Regions from separate parts of the Mus musculus genome. Here regions 1 and 2 are each linked to region 3. A link is a contact called in public HiChIP or PLAC-seq and promoter capture Hi-C data. All regions are on one chromosome and are shown on one strand. Each heading gives the region's core, a stretch centred on a gene start, on an enhancer-like site or on the middle of the called end of the contact. The rest is flanking DNA. Distances are from core to core; before and after follow the strand shown.

What was found. Promoter capture Hi-C pulls out the DNA fragments that hold promoters and counts their contacts. HiChIP or PLAC-seq counts read pairs in DNA pulled down with a chosen protein or histone mark.
Region 1: a promoter capture Hi-C map of macrophages shows a contact between it and region 3, with 7 read pairs. The contact joins the promoter of Kctd5 here to the promoter of Prss27 in region 3. A contact is called at or near these places in 6 of 39 promoter capture datasets (the 3T3-L1 cell line, 3T3-L1-derived adipocytes, embryonic stem cells and 2 more), 3 of 484 Hi-C or Micro-C datasets (bone marrow-derived macrophages, embryonic fibroblasts and uterus), 7 of 115 datasets of contacts at active chromatin or transcription factors (the NIH/3T3 cell line, embryonic fibroblasts, embryonic stem cells and 2 more) and 3 of 9 other capture datasets (adipose tissue, liver and pancreatic islet).
Region 2: a contact with region 3 is called in an HNF4G HiChIP or PLAC-seq map of pancreatic cancer cells. The contact joins the promoter of Prss22 here to the promoter of Prss27 in region 3. A contact is called at or near these places in 10 of 39 promoter capture datasets (the 3T3-L1 cell line, 3T3-L1-derived adipocytes, the HPC-7 cell line and 6 more), 4 of 484 Hi-C or Micro-C datasets (the HL-1 cell line, the Patski cell line, cerebral cortex and 1 more), 6 of 115 datasets of contacts at active chromatin or transcription factors (the HPC-7 cell line, embryonic fibroblasts, embryonic stem cells and 2 more) and 2 of 9 other capture datasets (adipose tissue and embryonic stem cells).

The regions. Positions count from the first base shown.
Region 1 is chr17:24,071,645-24,075,768 of GRCm38.p6, reverse strand. It overlaps Kctd5 (potassium channel tetramerisation domain containing 5), which reads left to right and starts at 2,284. Exons shown (of 6, transcript NM_027008.2): 1 at 2,284-2,592. The coding sequence starts at 2,341. It overlaps Pdpk1 (3-phosphoinositide dependent protein kinase 1), which reads left to right. Exons shown (of 14, transcript NM_011062.4): 14 at 1-2,089.
Region 2 is chr17:23,995,342-23,999,500 of GRCm38.p6, reverse strand. Prss22 (protease, serine 22) reads left to right here and starts at 1,401. Exons shown (of 6, transcript NM_133731.2): 1 at 1,401-1,578; 2 at 2,164-2,190; 3 at 2,664-2,835; 4 at 2,982-3,259. The coding sequence starts at 1,497.
Region 3 is chr17:24,036,454-24,040,655 of GRCm38.p6, reverse strand. It overlaps Prss27 (protease, serine 27), which reads right to left and starts at 2,413. Exons shown (of 6, transcript NM_175440.4): 1 at 2,295-2,413. The coding sequence starts at 2,349.

The DNA.
Region 1 (4,124 bases), core at 1,035-3,534, 35 kb before region 3:
CTGTTGTAAAACATTCAGATGGTTTTTGGTTTCCTTTGTGTTTTGTTTTTGTTTTTGCTATTTAAATAATGCTGTGGTGAATATACTTCTAAGTCTTTGATTTTTTATTCTGATTTTGCCCCTTCCTCACACACCTGAAGTGGTATTTTGGGTATTTTTTCCTCCTCCTCGGTCTGATGTTTAGACCCTCTGAGTTCCAGTTACAAACCTACCTTCCTTGTGTCCTACGGACTTTGAACACATCAGTTCTTGCTAAGTTGTGTGTTCTCAAGAAAGTTTGACTATGGCTGCTTTTGTTTTTAATGCTAAAAATGTCATTACTGCAGATTCCTTTGTGACAGATTTTTTTTCCAAAAGCCAGTCTTTTCATTTGCATTGCAAGAATCTGCTCCTGCATGTTACTTCTTTTCCATCTTTGCTCTAAGGCTTCCAAGTGCTTGGTGATGTTTTCAGAATCTTGTACTTTGTGTCCACGATGGTACTGAATCTGCTTCTACACAGTCAGCAGAGATAAAGTGTTGAACTGACCTTGCTACATGCCTAATGGATAATTCATAATTAAGTTTATAGACTCAGAAATGCATTTGGGCCATTTGGGAATCAGTAGCAAAGCAGAATAGCAAAGCTCTTCTTGGAAAAGAAACCACACAGATGATTGAGTTTTACTAAAAGTACAGCTGTGAGTGTTCTTGCTCCACACCTCAGGTCTTGGTTCAGGACAGCACAGTGGCTAGGCTTTGTCATTGCCAAGGATGGGTATCCCCACTGATGCTTATGTAAACCTTCTTGTGCGCTGCAGTGCTGCACGGAACTGTAGTGCCCACCCAAATCAGATAGTAGCTTTATCTGTGTTGGGTGGGGCCTGCTGGTTCAATTTGGAAACATGCAGCAGAGATTTTCTGTGTTACTTGACTGTCAGAGCTTAGGGCTGGAGATGTGTAGAAATCAGTTTCCTGCCCTCCTCTGCCTCAAGGCTTCTCCCCATTGTTCTATAGACCTGGGGTGTTCATCTGAGACTTGGGAGGCCACAGCAACTCTGAATATGGTGAAGATACTCCTATACACGTTTCTATTTGTTTTAATGCAAAACCCAACATAAACTGGTGCTGATGCCAGTGGGTGTAGCACCTCGTGGGTAGAAGGTAAGACAAGGGCCCTGACATTGAACAGGGCTGGAACCACTCTCAGAACCTCTGAAGATACCTAGCTTCTGGCCTAACACTTCAGGGTTATAAGTCAGAATGTGGAAAAATGGCCTGCAATGTGAGGGAAGCTGTTTCTGTCAAAAGCACTTTTGCAGCAGTAAGCAAATGAATTAACCAATATGAATACCTGAAAATTCCCTGTAACTCATTTCTTCCATATGAAGAATCCAAACTGAACAAAAGTTTTTACAAATAGCAAAATTTTCCCTCCCCATGTAGTCCACCCTAGTTTAATCATCTGGGTTAATGACTACAAGTAGGTCATTGTGCAGGTTAAAGCCACGACCATAGTGTGATTGGACATGTGCAAATTAAAAACTGTTACAGTATTTAGAGCTGCTGCGGCTGGTCCATTAGCCACGTACAGTAGGATGAATTGCTGTCATTCAGGTTGGTGGCAGTCAGTTAGAACATGTGTAATATTCTCTACCTGTTCTGTAGCTGTAACTGTGATGTACAGGCAAAGGAAAAATTAAAAATACTTATGAAAACAGATAATGCAATGATACTGGGATATACACTTTTGTATTTTTATTCTTATATAAGGTTATTTGCTGGCTATTGTCGGCCTCTAGTTCAGTCTGTGTTATTTAAATTCTAATATATGAATTATTTGGATTGAATTCATGTTTGGGGCCACGTTGTTGTATGTATTGATGTACAGCCTTGAGTGTGAATAATTATTGTAAACTATATTTTACAACTTTTTTCCTGGCTTTATTATATAAATTTTCTATTTGGTCATGGTTTAATCATATAATTTAATGAAACAACTTTTCTTTTTTTTGTTTTTTTCAAATATCTGTGCTTTAGATGTAATTACCGGATGATGGATTTCCCTCGTATGCTCGGTAGTCTTGTAATAAAAGCATGTAGAGTGTACACTTTGTTTGCCATGGAGCCTCTTTGAGTAGGGGCGGAGCTTGAGCCGAGGATGCTCGTGAGAACCCGAGACTTGCTCCGGCCGGAAGTGGTAATCTCCGGCCTGCTTTTCGAGCCGGAACTTCCGCCTTGCACATGAGCCCTGGGCGGGCACTTTATTGGGGCGTACCTATGGGCGGGACAACTCAGGGGGGCTGTATTAAAGAACGGACGCTTCCGGCGAAGGGCCGCTGTGGCGGGGCTTGTTAGGATCATGGCGGAGAATCACTGCGAGCTGCTGCCGCCGGCTCCGAGCGGCCTCGGGGCGGGGCTGGGGGGCGGCCTGTGCCGCCGCTGCAGCGCTGGGATGGGCGCCCTGGCTCAGCGCCCCGGTGGCGTGTCCAAGTGGGTCCGGCTCAACGTCGGCGGCACCTACTTCCTCACCACCCGGCAGACGCTGTGCCGGGACCCGAAGTCTTTCCTGTACCGCTTGTGCCAGGCGGACCCCGACCTAGATTCGGACAAGGTGAGGGCCTCGCGGGTCAGCAGGGGTCTGGCCGCCCTAGTCGCCACTCGCGACACACACCTCTTCACAATGAGGGCGCCCGGCGGAGCGGGCCGGAGGGAGGATGGCACTCTGGTACCCACCTGCCTCGGCCCTTTGGTTTAACAGTGCCTCTTTCTTCTTTCATGCTCTTCGGTCGAGAAGGACCCAAGCTTTGCTGTGGCCCTACTTTCTTCTCCCCAGATTCTTTTGCCCAGGGTGTGTGACCACCACCGCCCAACTATTTGCTGGCTTTGGAACCTGAGAACCCTTTGCATTCATCTGGTCTTTTCACATTCCAGACGTCTAAATTAACGTAGGCCATGGGGGTTGACACAGTGACTACCCTTTTTCCAGTGATTTGCAGAGTTTGTGCTTTATCCTTCTCATTCATAAGGACAGGCACGGCATCTCTTAGAAGGTACCACCTGAGTAGAAATGTTCAAAGGTGTCAGTTTAATTCTAATAAATGAATTATTTGTATTGAATTCATGTTCGGGGCCAGGTGTCAAAAAATCTTAGGGTTGTGAAAGAGACCAGGTAGAGAATCTTTTTCCATCTCCTTTTCAGACTTCATTTCCCCACCGCCTTTGAAAAGGGTAGGGATTTCCAGCTTAGTTTGTGGTTTGTCTATCTTTAATTTAATTAAACGCTAATACTGTTAATACCTGTGGTAATAGAAAGTATTTCAATTATTATCATTACAAAAGTTGTGTGTCGTACTGCATACTGAAAAATTAGTATTGTGCAGGATTGAAACTTAGGAACAAATCGTTCACTCCCCTTTCCCCCTAGGCAGTTTATTAGCCTTGTACTAACTGAGTTTTCTGGTTCAGCCTACATGATGGTGCTTGATTTTGTGCCTTGCCAGCCTGAAAGTGACTACTCAGGAGGTTTTCCAGAAAGATCGAGCCCATTGCACTTTAAACGGCCTAACAGAGCACCTTCTCAGTGAGGGAGGCCTGGCATTATGACCAGGAAATGAACTCTTGAGTTACTGCAAAATAATCAAGAAGTTAGAGTTTGAGATACTACTATGGTAGTTCTTCATATCCTTCCTCCCAGCTGTTACCATTACTGAGTTGACCAAATCTCTTCACTCTTAGAGGATTGCCTTCTAGAAAATGGCAGAAGTCTGACAGATAGAAATAGGCTTTTGTCAGTGCTGTTTCCTTTTTATAGTGAGGGTGTGTACTTTACGATTGGTTTTTCAAACAGTAGGCATTTATAGTCATTCTTGTTTTTCTACCCAAGCATCCCTGTCTTGTGTATTAAGTCAGATTTTAAGTCAGCCTTGGCCCTTGGCTTCTGGTGTCTTTTTGCTTACTTAGCACTGGAACAAGGTATATAGGGCTGTTTGACTTCAGCATAGTTAAAGTCAAATATATCTCTTCATTTTACTATCTTTTAAGATTACTTTATAAATTATCTTTATTGTGCTGATGAGATGGCACCTGCTGCCAACCAAACCTGAAAACTTGAGTCTCTAGGATCCACAAGGTGGAAGGAAAAAA
Region 2 (4,159 bases), core at 152-2,651, 40 kb after region 3:
CACACCTTAGTCTATTTGCAGTTCACAGTACCCAGGCAAGGTTATGTGAGTGTCACCTTGCCAGAGAGAGGGATACATGTGCTAACTGGGCCTAATACCACCTTAATCTCAAACAGTTGAGGTGGGCAACACAGGGACCTGCAGGGCCAGCTCTGGGCAACTTGGAGGCCCAGGTCAGGGAACTCCCAAGAGAGCTGCAGCTGGCCCAGAGGTGGGAAGAGATCAACCTCTCTTTCTTTCCCTGGGTTCAGTGTTACTGTAGCTGTTCCCACACTTATTCATGGTCTTTTCTTCAGAGTAAGTTTTGTGGGCTATCCCAAGGAGAGTCAGGCACCTCCGATCCTGCTGGGGGGGGCCACTAAGTTCCCACGTCAATCCAGTGAGCAGCCAGGCTACGATATCCCCGAACCAGCCCAGGTTTCTTGGGTGATGAGGGAGCTTGGGGACGGCACAAAGTGGGGTGCAGAGCCTCAGACTGCAGTACTATTTTCACTGAACCCATTTCCTCCACAGCCAGGTCTGATCCCAGGATCTAACCCTGGGGAGAGGAATACATTTGTTTGGGATGATGTCGCTGGTTCCTGCTTGACGTGAGGGTGTCATGAGTATAGGACACTTAGTCAGGACAATCCACACCAGCCTACAGCACCTAAGCTTCCCAAAGCCCAGCTCCCTGGTCCTTTGTGTGTGTGTGTGTGTAGGTCCCATGGTGTGAACGTGACCACAGGGTTAGTTCTTCCCAAGTGTGTGTGGGGCGCATAGGCTGTGGCTCTTGCTTTGGGCTTGGCCTGCTCCCTGGAGTTCAGGTGAGAAATGAGTCACCGGAGGGTCACCTACAGTGACAACTGAGAGGAAGTGCCAGGGACAGCTTGGCCAAATGGCCAAGAGGCCATTATGCCCGTCCCTTTGGGGCCTGAGTCACAGCTTTCGGGGAAGTGGGCTAACGGGATTCCAGGGCCCCAAGTGTCTGTCTTGAGTCATGGAAGCAACCAGGGCCCTGGACATGGGCCGTTAAGGAACAAGGTCCCCCTGGCAACCCCAGCCATTTCAGACTGAGTCACTTCCTACCCCAAACAGTCTGCAAACTACAGGGCTCTTTCTCTGTTTACCTGGGAGTCAGTGTTAAAACCATGCCCTAGGCAGTCAGCAAGTCTCTACTTTCCCCCCTCACCCCCCAACCCCCCATGCAGGGTGACCCCGGGCATACAACTGATCTGGAGACCCCCATCCAGTCTCCTGGTAGCATCCCTAGAACCCAGTAACTGGTTGCTTCCTTCTGGCAACCCCACCTCCTCCTTGACCCACAGTCTGGGTGGCCCAGTCTCAGGCACCTGGGGGACTGGTCCAACAGCATTCTTCCTCACAGGATAAAACCTGGGGCAACCTGTAGGGAACCCTACACACTACAGCCACCCGTCCTGCCAGTCTCAAGCAACACAGCCCTTAGGTCCTTTGAGCCGGCCAGCAGCCTTGCTGGGTCTCCACCCATACCAGCAATGATGATCTCCAGACCTCCCCCAGCACTGGGTGGGGACCAGTTCAGCATCTTAATCCTTCTGGTGCTGCTGACTTCCACAGGTGAGCCCCAAGGGCCTGCTGCTCCTCCTCCCCACATCCTCTCTTCCCTCCTCCTCCTTCCCACAGTCACCTCCTCTTCGCCAGCTCAGCTCAGCTCCTTCCCTTGAGTTCCGTCTCTCTTCTTTCCTCTGTTGCCTTTCATCATCGGCTCCCCATGCCTGTCTCCGTTCTCCTTCCTCTGGCATGTGGTCTGCCTCAGTTTCCCTAGCAGCTATGAGGATTGAATGCATGTGAGTGCTCTGGTCTCAGTGCCTGCTCAGGAGCGCCTCTCACCGCTTCCCTGTGCCCTCCATCTCCTGTTTCCTCTTCCTCCTCTATTTCCATCTTGGGTCTCCTTCTGTTCTGGAATAGGAAGGCAGCTGCCTGGGCTTTCATGGGAGCTGGGGGAGAAAACCTGGGTGACAGTGTGTGTGTGTGTGTGTGTGTGTGTGTCTGTGTGTGTGTGTGTGTGTGTGTGTGTGTGACAGGTGGTGGAGCAGCGAACAGTGCTGGAGGGCCCAGGCTGAGTCTGTTTGGGAAGGTGGGGGAGTCCCCAGGCATGGGGCACAGGGCTCCTCACCACTTTCTTTATTCTCTTGCTCTCAGCTCCCATCAGTGCTGCCACCATCCGAGGTGAGTGTGATCAGGTTGCCTGGCTGGGTGGGGGTGGGGCAGTGGTGTGGACAGTCTTTGTATCTGACTCTATAGGGTAGGTCAGTGTGGGGACCCCAGTCACAGGGGAGCATGAGATTGAAGAGGATGGGATGGATACAGGCAAGAGGAGTTGTGTGGGTGGGTGGGGCTTAGGAAGGTGATGAATCTAGAGAAGGGAGGACAGAAGGGTGAGGGACCAACAGAACCAAAAAAATAAAGGTTAAGGGGAGTGGGAGGGAAGGCCAGATAAAGGAGAGAAGAAGGCAAGGGCCAGTCCCTGATAACTAAAGGGGACAGGGACAGGGCAGGCAGGCACTCTCCCTGCAGCAGCAGGCTGTGCTGGACACATGCTGTGCTGGGCACAGGTTTGAGGCCTTGCAGGGGGGTTGACAGGCAAGTCAGAAGACAATTGTGTCTACTGAGATGACAGAAGATGCCATCCCTTGTGCCAGTGTCCCCAGACTGTGGGAAGCCTCAGCAGCTGAACCGGATTGTGGGAGGTGAGGACAGCATGGATGCCCAGTGGCCCTGGATTGTTAGCATCCTCAAGAATGGCTCCCACCACTGTGCAGGCTCCCTGCTCACCAACCGCTGGGTGGTCACAGCCGCGCACTGCTTTAAGAGGTATGTGGACTCAGGCTTGCTTTTGACTCTCCCAGGCCCAGGCTTTCTGCCTCAGTCTCTGGGCTGTCCAGGCCTCTATTCAGGGATCTGGACACCATTGTACTAGACACTTTCCATCTCTGACATCTTGTTCTCTCTCCTTCCAGCAATATGGACAAACCATCTCTGTTCTCAGTATTGTTGGGGGCCTGGAAGCTGGGGAGCCCAGGCCCAAGGTCCCAGAAAGTAGGCATTGCTTGGGTGCTGCCTCACCCCAGGTATTCTTGGAAGGAGGGAACCCATGCAGACATTGCCCTGGTGCGCCTGGAACACTCCATCCAGTTCTCTGAGCGGATCCTGCCCATCTGCCTACCTGACTCCTCTGTCCGTCTCCCTCCCAAGACCGACTGCTGGATTGCCGGCTGGGGAAGCATCCAGGATGGAGGTGCGGTTCCCCTCTAACTCCAGAGAGGTCCAGGATAGCTAGGGACAGAGGGTAGATGCCACTCAGACACAGATTCCAGGGATAGGAGAAGGTGGAGAGCATGTGTACACTATAGAGGCAAGAAAAGATGATTTGGGGACTGGAATAAGTGAACTCACAAGAAGTCAACTGCCAATTTTTAGGTCATGTCTAGTTGAGTCTTTGACAATATTTTAAAGCAACAATAGAGGCTTGTAGTAAGGAAGGGGATAAGGAGCAGGAGGAGGGGAGGAGGGAGGGAGGAAGGAAAGAGGGAGGGAGGGAGCGAAAGAGGGAGGGAGGAAAAGCTGGGCGTGGTGGCATACATCTTTAGTCTCAGCATTCAGGGGGCAGAGGCAGGCAGAACTCTGTGAGTTAGAGGCTAGCCTGGCCTACAGAGAGAGAGAGAGGGAGAGAGGAGAGAGGAGAGACAAGGAAAGACAGAGGGAGAGATAGAGACACAGAGAGAGGCAGAGAGACACTCAGAGAGAGACAGAGGGACAGACAGAGAAGTATTTGCAAGGCTATTAAGACAAGAATGAGTAGAAGTGATGGCAGGCTGGCAAGATGGAAATGTAGCCAGCACACGTGAGAATAGTCACCCCTGCTGGCAGCATCTTGAATAGTAAGCAAAATTCCCAGGAGGAAAGGCAGTCTACTTCAAACCAAGTCTGGAGGTTTGGAAAATGTCATCTACAATCAAACCAGATGAAATACAGAGTTAGAAGAGAAGCAAGAAGAAGGTAGGTGGTAGCTAGATAGACAGACAGAGCCTGGGACAGACAGAAACTGGGGCAGACAGAGCCTGGGATAGACAGACAGACAGAGCCAGGGATAGACAGACAGACAGAGCCAGGGATAGACAGACAGAGTCTGGAGTAG
Region 3 (4,202 bases), core at 1,164-3,663:
AAACAAAGCCCTTTATCCCCCAGGTTACTTTTTTGTCATGATATTTTATCACAGTGCCAGAAACCCAAGGAAACCAGAACATAGAGGAACAAGAGGTAGCTACTGCTGAGGGCAGGAGCAGATGTTTCTCAAAGCAGGTTATCAAGCAGATAGGGTCACATGTGATGCTCTTGGGAAGTAGGGATTGTGCTCTGGACTCCTGGCTTGTGTGGTTTGTGAGCACATGTTCATAAGGTGCCCTTTACAATGCAAAGCATAGTATATAGTGGGTCATAGCTGTTACCCAGTGCTCTCCACTCAAGAAGCTGAGGCAGGGGGATTGCCTAGAGTTTAAGGCCAGACTGAGCTACACAATGAGTGCTTGGCCAGTCGAAGCAATGTTGTAAGACCCTGTCTCAGGATAAATGAAGTGACTTAATGGTTGAGAGCCCTGGCAGGGGACCTGAGTTCAGGTCCTAGCACCCATGTTGTGACTCACGGTCATCTGTAACTCCAGTTCCCGCAGATCTGATGCCCTCTAATGGCCTCCATAGGCACTGCATGTACATAGCATGCATGCATACGTGCAGATAAAGCATTCATACAAGTAAAAAATAAACATAAATAAATAAAGCGCGGGAGAGATGGCTTGTTGGTTAAGAGAGATTCCTAGTTCAGTTCCCAGCACCCAGGGGTCCAGCAACCCCTTCTGGTCTCACAGGTAAACTACCTTCACTTAAACACACAAGCACATAGGCACAGACACACACACACACACAAGAGAGAGAGAGAGAGAGAGACAGACAGACAGACAGACAGACAGACAGACAGACAGAGAGACAAAGAAATACAGAAACAGAGAGATAAATTAAATAAAAATAAAATCTTAAAATAATATAAAGTAAAAATAAAATCTCAAAATAATATAAAGTAAAATGAAAATATGACCAAAGACAGTCCCCATCTTGTTAGAACTCAACTGGAACTGATCTCCAGGCCCCAAGAACCAGCTTGCAACATTGCCAAGGGCACAGATCCTCCTTCTGCAAGCCACCTCCTCCTCCTCCTTCTCCTCTTCCTCCTCCTCCTCCTCCTCCTCCTTCTCCCCCCTCCTCCCCCTCCTCCCTCCTGGAACTTGCAAGATCCTTCTGTGCATTCTCCCTCCATCCAGTCTTCTGTCACTCATTGTCTCTGCTGCAGCTTGGTCCTTCAGTCTCTCCATGTCCTAAGGGCAGTCTATGTCCATCCTGGATCCCTGGTGGGAATAGCTAAGGTCTGAGAAAAGGTGAGACCAGCCAGAGGACTCCTGGGGTGCTGGTCACCCTGGGCTGAAGTGAGCATGTCACCAGGGGTCCAGCCTCAGGTTCCAGCAGTTTGTGAGCCAAGGGCAGACTGCCGTTTCTGCTTTGGTAGTGACCTCGATTGATCCACCCACAGGAGCCAGCAGTGTCACACCCAAAGGAAATGGGCTTTCTTGCTGCTAAAGGTCATGGACAAGAACATTCCTTGACTTTGGGGGAGGTGGGGGGCATCCCCACAGAGATACCCACTGATGTCTTCCTAACCCCAGCCCTGACTGAGACACGGCCTGGGGTAACTTGGCCTGGCCCAGGGAGGTGAGGTGAGGACACGGAAGCATGCTGGCTGCTGAGCTAGCCCATCTGGCCCAGGAATGTGGGAGAGTTTCCCTGGTAGAGAGGAGCCCATCCCACAGGAAACATGGTAGGCAGAGCACCTGGCTAGAACTTGCTGACCCCTGTGCAAAATGGACAGGGGCTGCTTCTCCCTCTGAAGGCAGGAGCTGGGACCCTCTGCAGCCTGCAGCTCTTGTCCCCAGCTTTCTGCTGAGCCTCAGGCAGATTCTGAAAGTTCTTAGGCTCAGAGAGCAAACACAATTCACATAAGCCCAGGGACTTGGAGGTCTGCAGGCCTGGGTTCTAATCTTACAGGTGTAGAGGCTCTATCATCTGTGGAATGGGAAGAGAGGCCTCTAGCTCAGAGCATGACACACAGTGAGAGCCTGATGGGGGTGTGGCTTTAGCCAAGCTCCTGCCTTGGGGTCCTCTCAAGGCCTTGACCACATATTCTGCCAGACCTTCCCACAGCACCCCTCCCCCAGTCAGGTCTCTGAGGTGGAATATCTGGGAACTGAGTATATTCTCTGGGAACCCCATCACTGAGAAGAGAAGATTCCTTTTAGGCTCAGGCAGGCCCAGGGACTGGGGGGGGGGGCTCCGGTGGAAGTCAGAGCAGAACAGAGGGGCCCTTACAGAGAGAGATGGCAGCAGGACGCCCCCGCCCCCACTGCAACTCACCAGATCTGAGCAGCAGCGGCAGCAGCAGCAGGGCAGCGATGTGGGGCTGCCTCATGTTCTCTGGCTTGGTGGACGTTTGAGTCCTGGTCAGAGGTGGCAGAAGCTCTCCTTAGTACTACAGAGGTTCAGGCTCCATGAAGTGAGGTTTTATGCTGGAGATGAGTGTCAGCTCGGCTATGCCGCCCAACCTGTCAACCCTGCCTGCCCAGCTCCTCTTTGGCAGGAAGGAGGTACCCAGAACACCAACTCTATGACCCGGCCCTGAACTCCAGGGGCCAGACCCCTTCCTTTGTAACTTCAGGATTCAGCTGACCACAGAGGACTCACTACCTTCCTCAATTGACCATAGGTCCTACATAACTTGGCAGAGTCTACTCCATCCAAGAGACCTTCTATGTCATTCATTCATTCATTCATTCATTCATTCATTCATTCATTTGTTCATTCATTCGTTCATTCATTTATTCATTCATTCAGTCAGTCATCAAATACTTGTTGAGCACCTACTTTTTATCTGACACCTGCAATTCAAGGTTGATTTATACCCTGATGGGAGCGTAGACTTTGAAGAACTAAGGTCAAGGTGCTTGTGCAACCAAGAAAGAGGGACTTTGGCAGGCTCCTGCGGCCCCTGATGATGCTCTTGGACCATACACACACACACACACACACACACACACCTGCAGATTGGCTCAGGGAATAGGAACCTTTGCCCCGCCCCTGCCAGTCTGGAACTGCACCTTCTAGGCGCGGCAAGAGCTGTTCTGGGAAGGCGCCTTAGTAGTGACCGGTAAGGTCCGGTTCCTGCCCTGGGTGTGCCCGCCTGTCAGGCTCCCAGACTTGAAGCCACAGCGGAAGTGTCCCTGGGAGGAAGTTGTTTGGGGCACGGAGACTGACATCAGACAGAGCTGGACAGAAGTTCTGAAGACCACTCCCTACTAGTCGAGGAGTCAGGATGCAGGACCATATCCTGAACGTCTCACATCCGATCCTACCAAGCCAGGGAGCAGTGCTGGACAGTGGGCCTGGCCCTGCCTCAGTTTTCCCGCAGGAGCAGAGGGTGCAGCGTCTCACTCTGTTGGTGTGAGCCAGGGGAGGTCAATTGCCCAACAGGGTAGCTCAGGGTCACACGAAGTGCAAGGGACCTTGGTCTCCCTGGGTTGCTGTGCAGAGTGTAACTCCCTGGTGACCGTCGCCACTCCTGTGTGGTCCCTGTCTGCTTTGCAGAAGACACAGAAGCAAGGGCTCCCCCTGCAGTGTGGGCATGGCAGGGAGACACTTCTATTTGAGGAAAAAAGTCTTCTTTTTATAAAAACTAGTGTTTCAAAGCAATCGGATGGCCACACATCAGACAGACATCCAGTGATCCATTAGCCCTACCTTTGAGGCACTTTCTGACCCTTAGAAGCTAAGGGCTTCCTTGTGGAGCCTTTCCTATCTTTTCCTCTCACTCCTCTCTCTTCTAACAGCAAGTACTTTTTGCATACAACTCTGCCTTGACATTAGGTGAGCAGCAGAAGTGAGTATGTGGGTCCAGAGGAAGCTGGGCTCTTGAGAAACCATGTGGGTCCCTCCCACTAGCAGTAAGCCGGACCCCTCCCCAACCCTACACCCCCCCCCCAACCCGGAGTACACTGCCAGTGAGGTGAGCAACAGCAGAAGGGTAGATGCTTCTACACAGGGCCACAGAGGGGCTGAGGGAGTCTGATGACAGGAGCTTTCTGGAGAATTTTGTCTTTTTTTAAAAATGTTATTATGTTAATTAATTCATGAGATGATGTGTGTGCATGTGAGGGGGAGGGTGGTTAGCCAAAGGGACAACTTGCAGTGATCAACTTCCTCCTTCCACCAGGTGGGTTCCAGGGATGGAATTCAGGTCGGCAAGCTTGGTGGAGAGCTCCTTTTCCT